Regions from separate parts of the Zea mays genome. Here regions 1 and 2 are each linked to region 3. Evidence: chromatin contacts called from public Hi-C data. All regions are on one chromosome and are shown on one strand. Each heading gives the region's core, a stretch centred on a gene start, on an enhancer-like site or on the middle of the called end of the contact. The rest is flanking DNA. Distances are from core to core; before and after follow the strand shown.

Evidence for each region. A called contact is a pair of places that touch in the nucleus more often than the background predicts.
Region 1: a contact with region 3 is called in a Hi-C map of endosperm, with 2.7 times the contacts expected there. The contact joins the promoter of LOC103643327 here to the promoter of LOC100273531 in region 3. A contact is called at or near these places in 5 of 25 Hi-C or Micro-C datasets (bundle sheath, ear, endosperm and 2 more).
Region 2: a contact with region 3 is called in a Hi-C map of ear, with 2.3 times the contacts expected there. The contact joins the promoter of LOC100278604 here to the promoter of LOC100273531 in region 3. A contact is called at or near these places in 3 of 25 Hi-C or Micro-C datasets (ear, leaf and tassel).

Annotation. Positions count from the first base shown.
Region 1 is chr1:223,787,961-223,791,793 of Zm-B73-REFERENCE-NAM-5.0, forward strand. It overlaps LOC103643327 (RNA-binding protein 25), which reads left to right and starts at 2,190. Exons shown (of 7, transcript XM_008666479.4): 1 at 2,190-2,803; 2 at 3,793-3,833. The coding sequence starts at 2,335.
Region 2 is chr1:224,119,907-224,124,011 of Zm-B73-REFERENCE-NAM-5.0, forward strand. It overlaps LOC100278604, which reads left to right and starts at 2,226. Exons shown (of 2, transcript NM_001372457.1): 1 at 2,226-2,641; 2 at 2,757-3,344. The coding sequence starts at 2,338. The coding sequence ends at 3,013.
Region 3 is chr1:223,950,384-223,954,130 of Zm-B73-REFERENCE-NAM-5.0, forward strand. LOC100273531 reads left to right here and starts at 1,912. Exons shown (of 14, transcript NM_001147949.1): 1 at 1,912-2,597; 2 at 2,793-2,890; 3 at 3,021-3,197; 4 at 3,292-3,392; 5 at 3,490-3,565; 6 at 3,669-3,728. The coding sequence starts at 2,486.

The DNA.
Region 1 (3,833 bases), core at 940-3,439, 160 kb before region 3:
CCCTTACACCGATTGATCTTATACTCGTTCTAACTATAACCTAGGGTTGAAGTTTGTGTTTAAGTTTGTAAAATTCAGGTTTTGCCTATTCACCTCGTTTAGGCGACTTTCAAACTTAATTATTTACTACCCTCATATTGTGCTAAAGCTAGAGATATATTGCACTAGAACTCTGATCAGGTAAATCAGGATTGCCCAAACTCGAACCCGAATTTTTAGGTACTCACTTATTTCGGGTATACTTTGGGTATCCGAATTACTCGACTCGAAATTTTTGAGTAACCCAAATGCCCCCCTAACGAAACCAATGGGTGGCTGACACCTTATCTCCATAATTAGACATGAGACTGGCTAAATTAGAGCAAGTGCTTTACATGATTAGGAGGGGTTGGCCAAATGAATATAGGCCTTTTCGTACCTGTAAATGGACTATTTTGTGCCTACGTAAACGAGTCATGATCATGCTCGTATGCGGGTTGTGACCTTGACCCTGATGCATCAGGCCGAGTCGATCCGACCTGAAATTATTTTGACACGATCCGTGTTTAGGACATACTTTTTTTTAAATTCGGGTTAGTCCACTAGGCTCAGTCCAAATGTATAGCTCTAGCCTCAGTCAGGCTCAACGATGCATCCAGAGGCCTCTCGAGCCGTGAGACTATCTCCAGTAGTTTACACATGAACATATCTCAATCTCCATATTCAAACTCCACTCTGCAAATAGTATAATCTATAATGCAAAACAATGTTTTGGCTAATTATATGTGTAAACTACTGAGCACGGTCTAAGCAACTGGGTAGGGGCCTTGGCCTCCCCTAACCCTCGTGTAATGCGTTATATATAGAGAGAGATAATATGAATCATGGAATTTTCTTTGGTCAAAATAAATTTCTCTATCAAGGAAAAAATCGTCGTATTTTTTTGAAGCATTAAATCCGTCGGTAATAATAAAATCGATGAATTTTAATCCAAAGTTGTCACCGAAAAAATCATCGTATTTTTTGAAGCATTAAATTGTGTGCGCGACGAATTTGATGCTCATCTAGAGCCAAATATATTAGGATCACTTCTAATTTAATAAAAGCCTTGCTAAATTGTATAAAAGTTCTATGTATCAAATGGTTTACGGATTATTAAGATTAATGATCACTTTCGAGCCTCAATTGCAATCACTAAGAGAGTCTTTTAGCTACAAAATGCATCTTCAAAATTAAATTGGATATTATTTTATGTGAAGTTTCTTATCATCTATATTAATATAGAATTGACAGCTATGATCCGCGCTTATGATATAATCAAAGTTTTTAATTTAGCCGCTCATCGTAGAGATAAATTAATTTAATCTACGGTTGGAGTTAATTAATATACGAGAATTATATGGTGATTTTTTATTAATTTATTATCTATAACATAATAATTAGTATACGCTACAATATTTTTAGCCGATGAATTGCGTGACATCTTCTATGCGTAATTCGGTCTCCCCTCAATGTGTTCACCAGCTAAACTTTGGCATGTTTGAGTCAGTTTTTTTCAGAGACTGTAGATAGAATTTAACTATCTTTTAGATTACGTGCGGACAACGATAAAAAAGTCAATAACTAGGATATAGATAGAAGTGACAGTTTCATACTATTGTAACGACTTGGCCGATTTTATGTTTATGTTGATTTTAGATGGTTTTGACTAAAACGATTCTCGTAGAAACTAGACTGAAAATCTAATGTTTAGGCCCTGTTTGGGAGAGCTTCACTTCAAAAACTTCAGTTTTGGTTTTCCAGTTTCACTATAAAACAGCTCCAGCAAATTGTTAAGGTGAGTTCCAGGAGCGTTTGGTTTGTATATGGACTCCAACTTCTATAGTACAATTGATTTGTGTGGGTTTCCTTGATTACCCTTGATGATTAGTGGGTTGTCGCCAGAGAGAACGGAAATTGTATGTTGCGTAACCAGTGGCATGGTGGGTAATTTTCGTACAGCTTCATGAGGAGATATAAAAACAGTGTTTTTGAAGCACCCTCTAAGGAGCTTCATGAATTTCATGAAACGGGCCTCTAGTTTCGATTTTTTTTAAAACTAAAGCTCGTGGAGCTGGACCTGTTTGGGTTGAAGAAGTTCGAACAAAATTAAAATTCTTGAAGTGAAGCTCTCCCAAACAGGGCCTTAATGGTCTGTAAAATTTGTGGCGGCCAGAAGCTGAAAAAAAAGTTAAAACAAACGGGCCTTCATCACCCAACCGCCACCGGTCTTCATGCCCGAGATCGAAATCGAACCCAAACGGCCAAACCAACCATCGTCTACTCGGCGGCTGGGCTAGCACCCTCCCTACCACCATGGCGGCCGTCGTGCCTCCGCCCGACAACCTGGACCCGCAGCCGGCTACTCCCCCAGCCGCCGCTCCTTCCGCCACGCTCACCCCGCCTCCCGCCGCCACCTCCACCCCACCAACCCCCTTGACGCCGGGCCCCGCGGCGCCTAGCCCAAACCCTAACCTACCCCCTGCCCCTGCCCCTGCCCCTGCCCCCGCCCCCGCTTCCACGCCTCCGGCGGCAGTCGCGCCACCGATGCCCCCAGCTCCGATCTCCTTCGCTGCTACCTTCCGTCCACTCGGTGCCCCAGCGCCACCGCCGCCGTACCAGGTCCCGCAGTACGTCGCGGTGCCGGCGAACCCGGGCTACCCGATGCAGCCGCCGGGCGTCCCCGTCGTTATGCCTCCGGGCGCCGTGCGGCTGCCGGCCATGTACGGGCCGCCCCAGCCGGGAGTATACATGCCGCAGCAGGGCGCTGCGATCCCCCATCCCGGTGGGTCCCTGATCTCCAACTCTGTTAACCTATGCGACACCGCGACTTGGTATTAGTTAGTTGATGATGTTGAATTTATGCTTCACCCACTATTTTGTATCTGGTGTTATTTCTCAAGTTTGAACCTTCAAGGTGTACCATGAGCTGTGATGTTGACTGTTGAGGATCTCTTTGTGGGTTTAGGAGAATTGAGAGGATTTGTACCATGGACCTTGGCAGTGTGTTGGTTAGCATTTAGAGGTGTGGTGCTAGTGCTTTAGAGTTAGAGAAACTGGGCTCCGCTCGCCTGATAACGATGACCGGATATTTCTCTGCTACAGCGGTGGTCGTGCCAGCCATTACTCCCCACAACAAGAGGTGCCGGCTCATGTTTGATTCTGCAGCTCTAGATCGTTTGCTCCCTCACTGAGTGTGGTATGCTGAATGTTTGAATTTGAACTGGTTTTGTTTACATTGTCTAATTGATTTACATGCTTTAGCTCGTGGCTTAATTAGGCTCAGTTTCTTTATGTACTTAGATGCTTCAGCTCTGGGTTGTTCCAAAAACTTGCTAAGGTATCATGATTTTCTGCCGTTTAAATTTCATATGCCGGCTATATCTTTTTTTTTCTGGTTTCATATAAACTTCTTTGTTGATAAGAAGTGTAGAGTAGTGACATATTTGCCTGAGCTCTTATTACCTGAGTAGTGCATTGCAATGGTGTGAGCTATACCAAGTTTCTCAAATAACCAATGCAAGTGTGTTATCCTGTCCATGAGGTTGAGAGGTAAGGCCAGCTTTGCTTAGCTCCCTTTTCATTTGAGCAAGATATTGCTTCTGTCAATGTTCACTCTGGTATTTGTTTATGGCTTTTGGTATCTTCTGCTTACACATGGCCACATTCTCTGATTCTATATGTGTTATGAGGTTTCATTTGTTCACTATATGATTTACTTGTAGGTATACTTACTGATGTGGTTGCATAGGTGTCATTTGTCTCTCTCTGCAGGAATGTCTCGTTATCCTGCACCGTATCCTATGATTCGTCCT
Region 2 (4,105 bases), core at 976-3,475, 170 kb after region 3:
TTTTTTAACATCCCTTTCTTCTTATATGGGGGCTTACTACTATTTGTTGCTAAGCCCTTTCGCTTCCATTGAGACCTTGCCCTATCGTAGCTAATAGGACATGGTGTGTCAACACTTTCTTGTGATACGAAGCGATAATCGTTGTCCATGTTCAAAAGAGATATTTTGCTCCTATCACTGGAGTTATCGTCATCGTGCCTCACGTACCACTAAGACTGATGACAAAGAGCATGTCACATGTGCTCCAGCTTCAAGTTAGTTTCATTAGGCTAGTTATAGAAGCTCTTCTTGGTCGCTTCAAGCAACATAGCATCATTTGTTCCACTTGATCGAATCGTGTACAAGCGGTTGTAGATGTTGTTAAAGAGGGAGATCTTCCAGTTACTCGTTGATCAGCGATCCTTCCGCTGCTTGGGGATATAGTGGAGAGGAGCTTTTATGGTAGAGTTGTAGGTGTTGGCTATTTGGCCTAAAAGGTTGATCCCTTCTTATCGTTGCCATCAAATTGGATCCACCGAGTGCAGCAACCATGTGTGGACCTAAAAACTTATAAACTAAAAAAATATTTGGAGACCTAAAATGTATGCATTTTGAAAAAAAAATTATATGTGTACTTAGCAACCTTTAATCATTCGTCTTCATTCAGTCCCTTCGTCGTTGTAATTGAAGAGCACCAGAGTAAGAAGACTAGTTCGAGGTGGCATCACTTTCACTACATGGAGGCACTGTCATGTCTGTAGGAGGAGCACTAAATATGAGAGGGAACAGAGGAGGAGCACCATACAATCCATATTGAGGACCAACATATGGATATCCATAAGGGTATGGATAAGTGAATGGTGGTGGATGAGGAGCGATGGTAGTATGAGCTTTAGTGGTAGGAGGAAGAGCGTCGATGGCAGGATCATCATTAGGAGGTGGAAGAGCATCCATGAAAGATCAGCAGTGATACAGAGGAGGAGGATATGGGTATGAAAATAGAGGTTGTGGAGTGAGGGAACAGAGACGACCAAAAAATTCTCCCAACTACAATGTACGATAGAAAGGCTATCCAAAGAAGACCTCCCCATACCGGTAGGAGTGTTAGGATGTTGTGGAGATAGATCGTTGATCAAGTGGGTAAAGGTTTCAAAGTTCAAACTCCACCTAGGATTCATATTCAAATAGAGGATGACACACTATAATATCAAGGAAGATGTTGTTTTGAGTTTGATCAAAATTCTAGATAAAATTACAAAAAAATATAACATTGAATAGATATACTATAAATATATTTAATATTTAATAAATAAAGAATTTAAGAATAATTATTATTTAGGATCATGAATATTATTGTTTAGAAAAAATTTAAGATGGACAACATATTTATTTTAGGAAAACGGACATGACACGACGAGAGCAAGGCACCTTTGGAATATAGAAATTTTAGAGAAATCATATATAAATCAGTTAATTTTTATAAAAAAACATGGAAAAAAATCCGGCATCAAATTGCAAAAAAAAATCACTGTCGTACCTAGTGGCAACGGATGAGGTGTGAACACCATACAAACTAACTAACAATAGTCAAAAAAATTCTTAAAAAATTATAGATGTACTTTTTTGCCCACTCTACCACTCTATAAAATTTTAAATTCAAATTCATCAGATATTAAAAGATTCGAAAAAGAGAAAAATTTGAGATAATTTTCACTTTTTATCAAAGGATTTTATTTTTTTATCTTTTAACAAATAATTTGAACTTGAAATTTTACACAATGGTAGAATAGGTAATGAAATACATCTGTGATTTATTTGAGATTTTTTTTTGTAATTTTTGTTAATTGGTTTACAGTATAAAAATTGATTTGCATATCATACGTTGCTTTACCTAATATCAAATATCCACTGAATGCATGACATGTGGTGCGTCCAATGTCCATGTCACGGCCCTGTGAAAAGGACAAAACGGCAAGTCTATCTACTAGCCAGGCCTGTCAGTGCTACACGTCCGGGTGCCATTTTGCAGACCGTCCTAACAAGCCCGCCGAACACGTTGACCCCTTCCACTAATCACCTAGATGCCAACAATTACGTGACGTCCAAATGCGGATTAGTTAATCACTAACCAACGTGCTAATCGCCCGGTCTGTGTCGCGGCTCAGCTCCGTCCTGTCTCCTTCCGCGCACAGCACACCCTGGGGCCGGGGGCCATATAAGCCCCCCCACCGGGCCACCCGGTGCTCCCCGGAGCTGAATTCGGAACCCCAGCGCAAGCGGCGCCGCCAGTTCAGCAAGCAAGCCACATCAGTCCCTACTTGGCTCGTGGCGCTGAGCCACGCGTGCCTGTGCCGATCGATGGGCAACTGCCAGGCGGCGGAGGCGGAGGCCGTGGTGATCCAGCACCCCGGCGGCAAGGTGGAGCGGCTGTACGGGGCGGCCACCGCAGCGGAGGTCATGCGCGGCAACCCCGGGCACTACGTGGCGCTCGTGGTGCTCCGCGTCTCGGCGGGCGGCGGCAAGCAGGGCGCGGATCCGGACCCCTCCGCGGGCGCGGTGTCCGCCGGCGCCGGCGCCGGCACCAGGATCACCAAGGTGAAGCTCCTGAAGCCCAGGGACGTGCTGCTTCTGGGGCAGGTCTACCGGCTCATCACCTCGCAAGGTGCGTACTCTATACCGCCGGCTCGGCTGGTTCTTGGATTGGATGATCTGTTTCTTGGCTCCGTTTCCTTCCTTCCTTCCTCGATCTCATGGTGGCCGACTGGCCGTGCGCGCAGAGGTGGCGAAGGCGATACAGGCGAGGAGGGAGGACAAGATGCGGCGGTGCGGGGCCGGCGAGGTGGTGGTGGTGGACGACCAGCGGGGTCCGGGACGACACGCCGCCGCGGCGGGCAGCCAAGGGCAGGGGCGGTCCAGCGACGACCAGGAAGTGAAGCGGCCGGAGAAGTCGGACCGGCAGCACCGGACCGGCGGTAGAGCCAGAGGGCGGCACTGGCAGCCGTCGCTGCGGAGCATCTCCGAGGCGGCGAGCTGACGCGACGCGACTGCAATGCAACCTGGACCTCGAGGAGGGGGGGACTAGTATAGAATAGAAGCAGGGGACTGCCTGCTTGGGCTAGGAGTGTAGCTGGGCTGTTTGTGCTGTACATTTGGATTGGGGTACTTGGGTGGGGGAGGGAGATGGCTTGGCATGGTACAGTAGCGATGGATAGAACAGGCTTGCAAGAGGTGAGTTACCGTGACTCAGCTGTATGACAGGTGATTCTATGGAGATCTCGTCTCAGCTGCTGGCTGCTCATGTGATCGATCATCGATGTCAATTTAATCTAAAATGAAAACAAAAATAATAGGTTTGTGAAATCGGATACGTGGGCTTGTGATCTAACTCTGAATTTGATTACAAATTTATTGAACCACGAACAATAGCACTAGATGTCAGTGTTGTCGCTTCACTTGGGCTGCAGTGCAGAGAAGAAGCCGTACCGATCACCAGTAATTTATTGACAAGGATTTAACGAAATGGACAGTCATGCCACTTGTGCATACTCTCTAAAAAACGTAATTATCTACATTTATCTAAGCTTGTGGACAACACTCATTTCGAAGGTCCACTCTTCCGCTGCCTGTGTGTATAGAACTAATATAGAGCTCTCTGTTAGTAGCAGAAGCAGAGGCAAGCGAATCAAAGAACAATGGTAGGATGAAGCTTATAATATCGATGGCAGCAGGGGAGGAGGAAACGAATCGTTTCTCTCTGTCCAAGTGTCCAGGGGGTGTGGGGGCAGGCTCAGCAAATATGAAATATCCGGCTGCTCCAGCAGGCTGAAGAAAAAAACAGCTAGCGACCGAGGAAATCTCTGTCTCCGGCTGGTACGTGTGGAGATCATGGATGGAAAGAGAAACAGAAGCACTACCGCCAATACCTAATCTACCTAATCTTTTGTCGGGAACCATAATTAGGGGTACCCTCAAGACACCTAATTCTCAGCTGGTAACCCCCATCAGCATAAAGCTACAGAGGCATGATGGGTGCGATTAAGTTAGGGATCAGTCCATACGAGCGACTTGATCACGCCTCGCCCGAGCCTAGCCTCGGACAAGGGCAGCCGACCCCGAGAGATTTCCG
Region 3 (3,747 bases), core at 662-3,161:
GTTGACCCCTACCATTGAGATTACTTCTCTTATCCTAACCGTGCACTCATTGTTTAGGTCTAGACAAGATTATGAACTAAAACAAGGCCATCGACCCACGTTCTTGGAACACCTAAACTGCATCAATGCTGACAAATAAGTAAACTCGGAATTGATATTCACGTTACCTTAGCTGCAGTGGAGGTTGGCACCGAAGTCCTACAATCCTAATTGATGGGGTAATCTGTATGACAAATAGGACAAAAAATTCGTTAGTATCTCCATCGAAACTCGATCTGATGTACGCAATACACTTCACATTACGACTTAACCGAAGAGGATCAACCGTAAACACTACGGGGAACGGGGTAGAGGGAAAACACACGGAAAGCGGTGCCGGCTATGGATCCGGATGGAGGCGAGCCTACCTGCTCAGACGACGACGACGTGACGGGGAGAAGGCTTGAGGACGGAGCTGCGACGGCGGCGTTCGTGCGGCTATCCTAGGGAAATACAAACGCTCAAAGGTTGGGACAACCCGACGGGAACGAGACGCGGCGGGGGAGGAGAATACACGGATGGAGAAGATCGAGGAGAGGTCCCGTACCTGAGAAGCCGCCGGTGTGGGGAGGAGAGGGAGCGACGGTGTGGGGAGGAGCGGGAGCGACGGCGGCTGGTTGGGAGCGCGACAACCCTAGCGCCGTATCCCAAGCGTTTCGTAGAAGCCAACTGAAGGCCGCTTCGCAGGGCGCCGTAGGCGGGTCGCTTCTATGCGAAGCGCTGCGACGAAAAGCCGCCTCTGAAGCTGGCCGTTTGGATACAGCTTCAGCTTCTGGCGACCAGAAGCCGCCCAGAAGCTGAAACAAACAGCCGCTATATTGGTTTGTCACGTGTCATATAACTGTTATCATCAAATATGATTGGGGTGTCATTGCCCATGTACTGGTTTGATTTAGTTGCACGGATATTATACTGTTTTGATTTAAGGTTGTTGTAGGCCCAAACACGCCTTGCTATAACCTCTAGCAATCGTCACACTTAGCGTCCTACCGTGCAGGCAACGCCGCAACGGTTGTTTTTTTTGGCGGCGGCACGACCTCGCACGACCATATTTGGCTGTGCCGTGCCCATGGCGCGTCACATGCGCCCGCTGCCGCTGCCCCTGCCCCGCTGCAGCACGAGCCAAGCCACGGCCGGCACAAGTTCACACTCTCCAGACCGTCTCTCCTTTTCCTCGATCTGCAACACAAAAAGCAGGCAGAGCGCCAACCAAAGCATAAAAGCTGTGCTCAGCACAGTAGGAAAAGTTCCCTTGGCTCTGTGTGGGAGAAAACAAATGTTTCTTCATGGTTTATTTAAGTCTTTAATAAATTTTAGTTTAAAAATAAATGGAAATAAAGTCTGGTCTTAATTCTATCTAGTCATTAAATGTGAAGTTTAAAGCTTATTAGGGCATGTACAGTGGAGAGACACCAAAACGGTTCTCTAAGCACAGGAGACAACTAAGAGACTGTATTGTACAATGGAGTGTCTACAAACGTAGTCTATTAATAAATACAGAATTAAATGTATTTGTATAGCATCAGATCGATAGAACAGACGACAAATTCGTACAGTGGGAAGTGAGGCGTCTGTTGCTACTTGGTTTACGAGCCAGATGCGTCTCTTCGCGGAGAGACGGCTCTAAGATTTTTTTGCAAATAACCCCTTAAACACCTTAAGAGCATCCACATTAAACACCACTGTACATGCCCTTAGCACCCTAGTGAAGATACACCCAGAGAGATAAAGTAGAGAGGGAGGGGTTTTGTTTTTTGTTTCACGTCCACCGTTTTTCTTCACAGTTCACACCACAATCTCTTTCCCTCTGGGCTGTCTGGCTGGCCTGTGCCGTCGCCTTTCCGGTGCAAAAGATTTTGTTGGCCTTGGGAAGCGCGGAGCGTGTTTTCCTCCCTCCGTTCCGGTGGGGGGTGGCAACTGGCAACGCAAAAGCCTGACTCCAATCCCATTGCTGCTGGAAAGCACAAAGCAGCGATGGTAAAAGAGGATGAAGGCCATGGCGACAGAGTGGCCGCCGACGCTCCTTTCCGTGTGGTGTAGGGCTGCAGATTCCTTCGCGCTCCTCCTGCTCCCAGCGAGGAAAAGAGAGCACGAACTAAACTAGGAACCATCCCTCCCCGGCATTCATTCCCTTGCCCTTTTTTCACCGAATTGTAGCGGTTGTTGCTTTCCTGTTCAGGTGCCTTGTTCTTGGCCTCCTTCGCACGCAAAGAACCGCCGGTCGTATTGCTCTCCGCACTCACCCACCGCGCTGCTGCTGCTCGACTGCTCGTGGAAGGGTTCTTATTGGCCGCCTGTTCCTGCTTTGCGGTTTCTTGCTCTGCTTTTGAGTGGAGCCGCTGTGGAGTGGACGGTGTGGTGTGGTGTGGGTCGGCGGTGAGGTGAAAGGCTTGGTTTCTTTCTTTCTTGCGAGGGAGGATAAGGGAAAGGGAAGGCGAAGAGGAGGATGGCCGGAGGAGGGGCGGCGCCGCCGCCGAAGCAGGAGGAGCTGCAGCCGCACCCGGTGAAGGACCAGCTTCCCAGCGTGTCCTACTGCATCACAAGCCCACCGCCCTGGCGTACGTCTCTTTCAATATCACTCACCTCACCTGGGATTGGGACCTCTCGATTCCAATGCTGGAGTAGAACTACTCTGTGTACTGACGTTGATGTTTTTCCACATGGTCGCTGTGTTGATACTGATAGTGGTCCTGATTTCTACAGTACTAGGTTATTTTTGACTTGTTTCCTGTCGCCTGACCTTGAACATGCAGCTGAGGCTGTCATCCTTGGATTCCAGCACTACATTGTGATGCTGGGCACATCCGTCATCATACCAAGTGCTCTTGTTCCCCAGATGGGAGGAGGAAACGTGAGTAAACCAATCACCTCTACGTGTTCTGAATCCAAGATTTGATAGCCATCTAGTCTGTGAACTGAATTGTGATGCCAATAAAGCTCAACTATCTATTGCTGTGCACCTCCTTTCTGTCTGCTGCTAGGAGGAGAAGGCCAGGGTGATTCAGACGCTGCTGTTCGTTGCCGGCATCAACACCCTATGCCAGTCATTCTTTGGGACTCGCCTCCCAGCGGTGATGGGTGGATCCTACACCATCGTCGCACCCACCATTTCCATCATCATGGCCGGCCGTTACAGCAACGAAGCAGACCCTCGTGAGGTAGTCGAGTTCTCCGGTAACTTACCTCCATCGTCACGGCCTCTGTTCCAGTTTCTTGGTTACAGTTCACAAGGCGCTGCTCACTCGTGTGCAGAAATTCTTGCGGACCATGCGAGGAACACAAGGCGCTCTCATCATCGCGTCGACAATTCAGATCGTGCTTGGTTTCAGTGGCCTTTGGCGCAATGTCGTTAAGTAGGGATCTTGGCTCTAGCTTTCACCTTCTGCTTAAACATGGTACCCTTGTAGAATTTCAGTTTGTGCGTTTACAGAGTTCTCACCTCTGCCACAGATTGCTGAGCCCATTGTCTGCTGTACCTTTGGTTTCGCTAGCTGGATTTGGGCTATATGAGCTAGGTTTTCCAGGGGTATGCATTATCATCATGCTACTGATTCAGTATCTGCCACATTGTTTCTTTCTTTTTTTAATTGTTCCTGTTCCTACTGACTCTAAGATTCGTTTGGCTTCAGGTTGCTAAGTGTGTGGAAATTGGGCTTCCGGAAATCATCCTAATGCTCATATTTTCTCAGGTATAGTATAGAGTACATT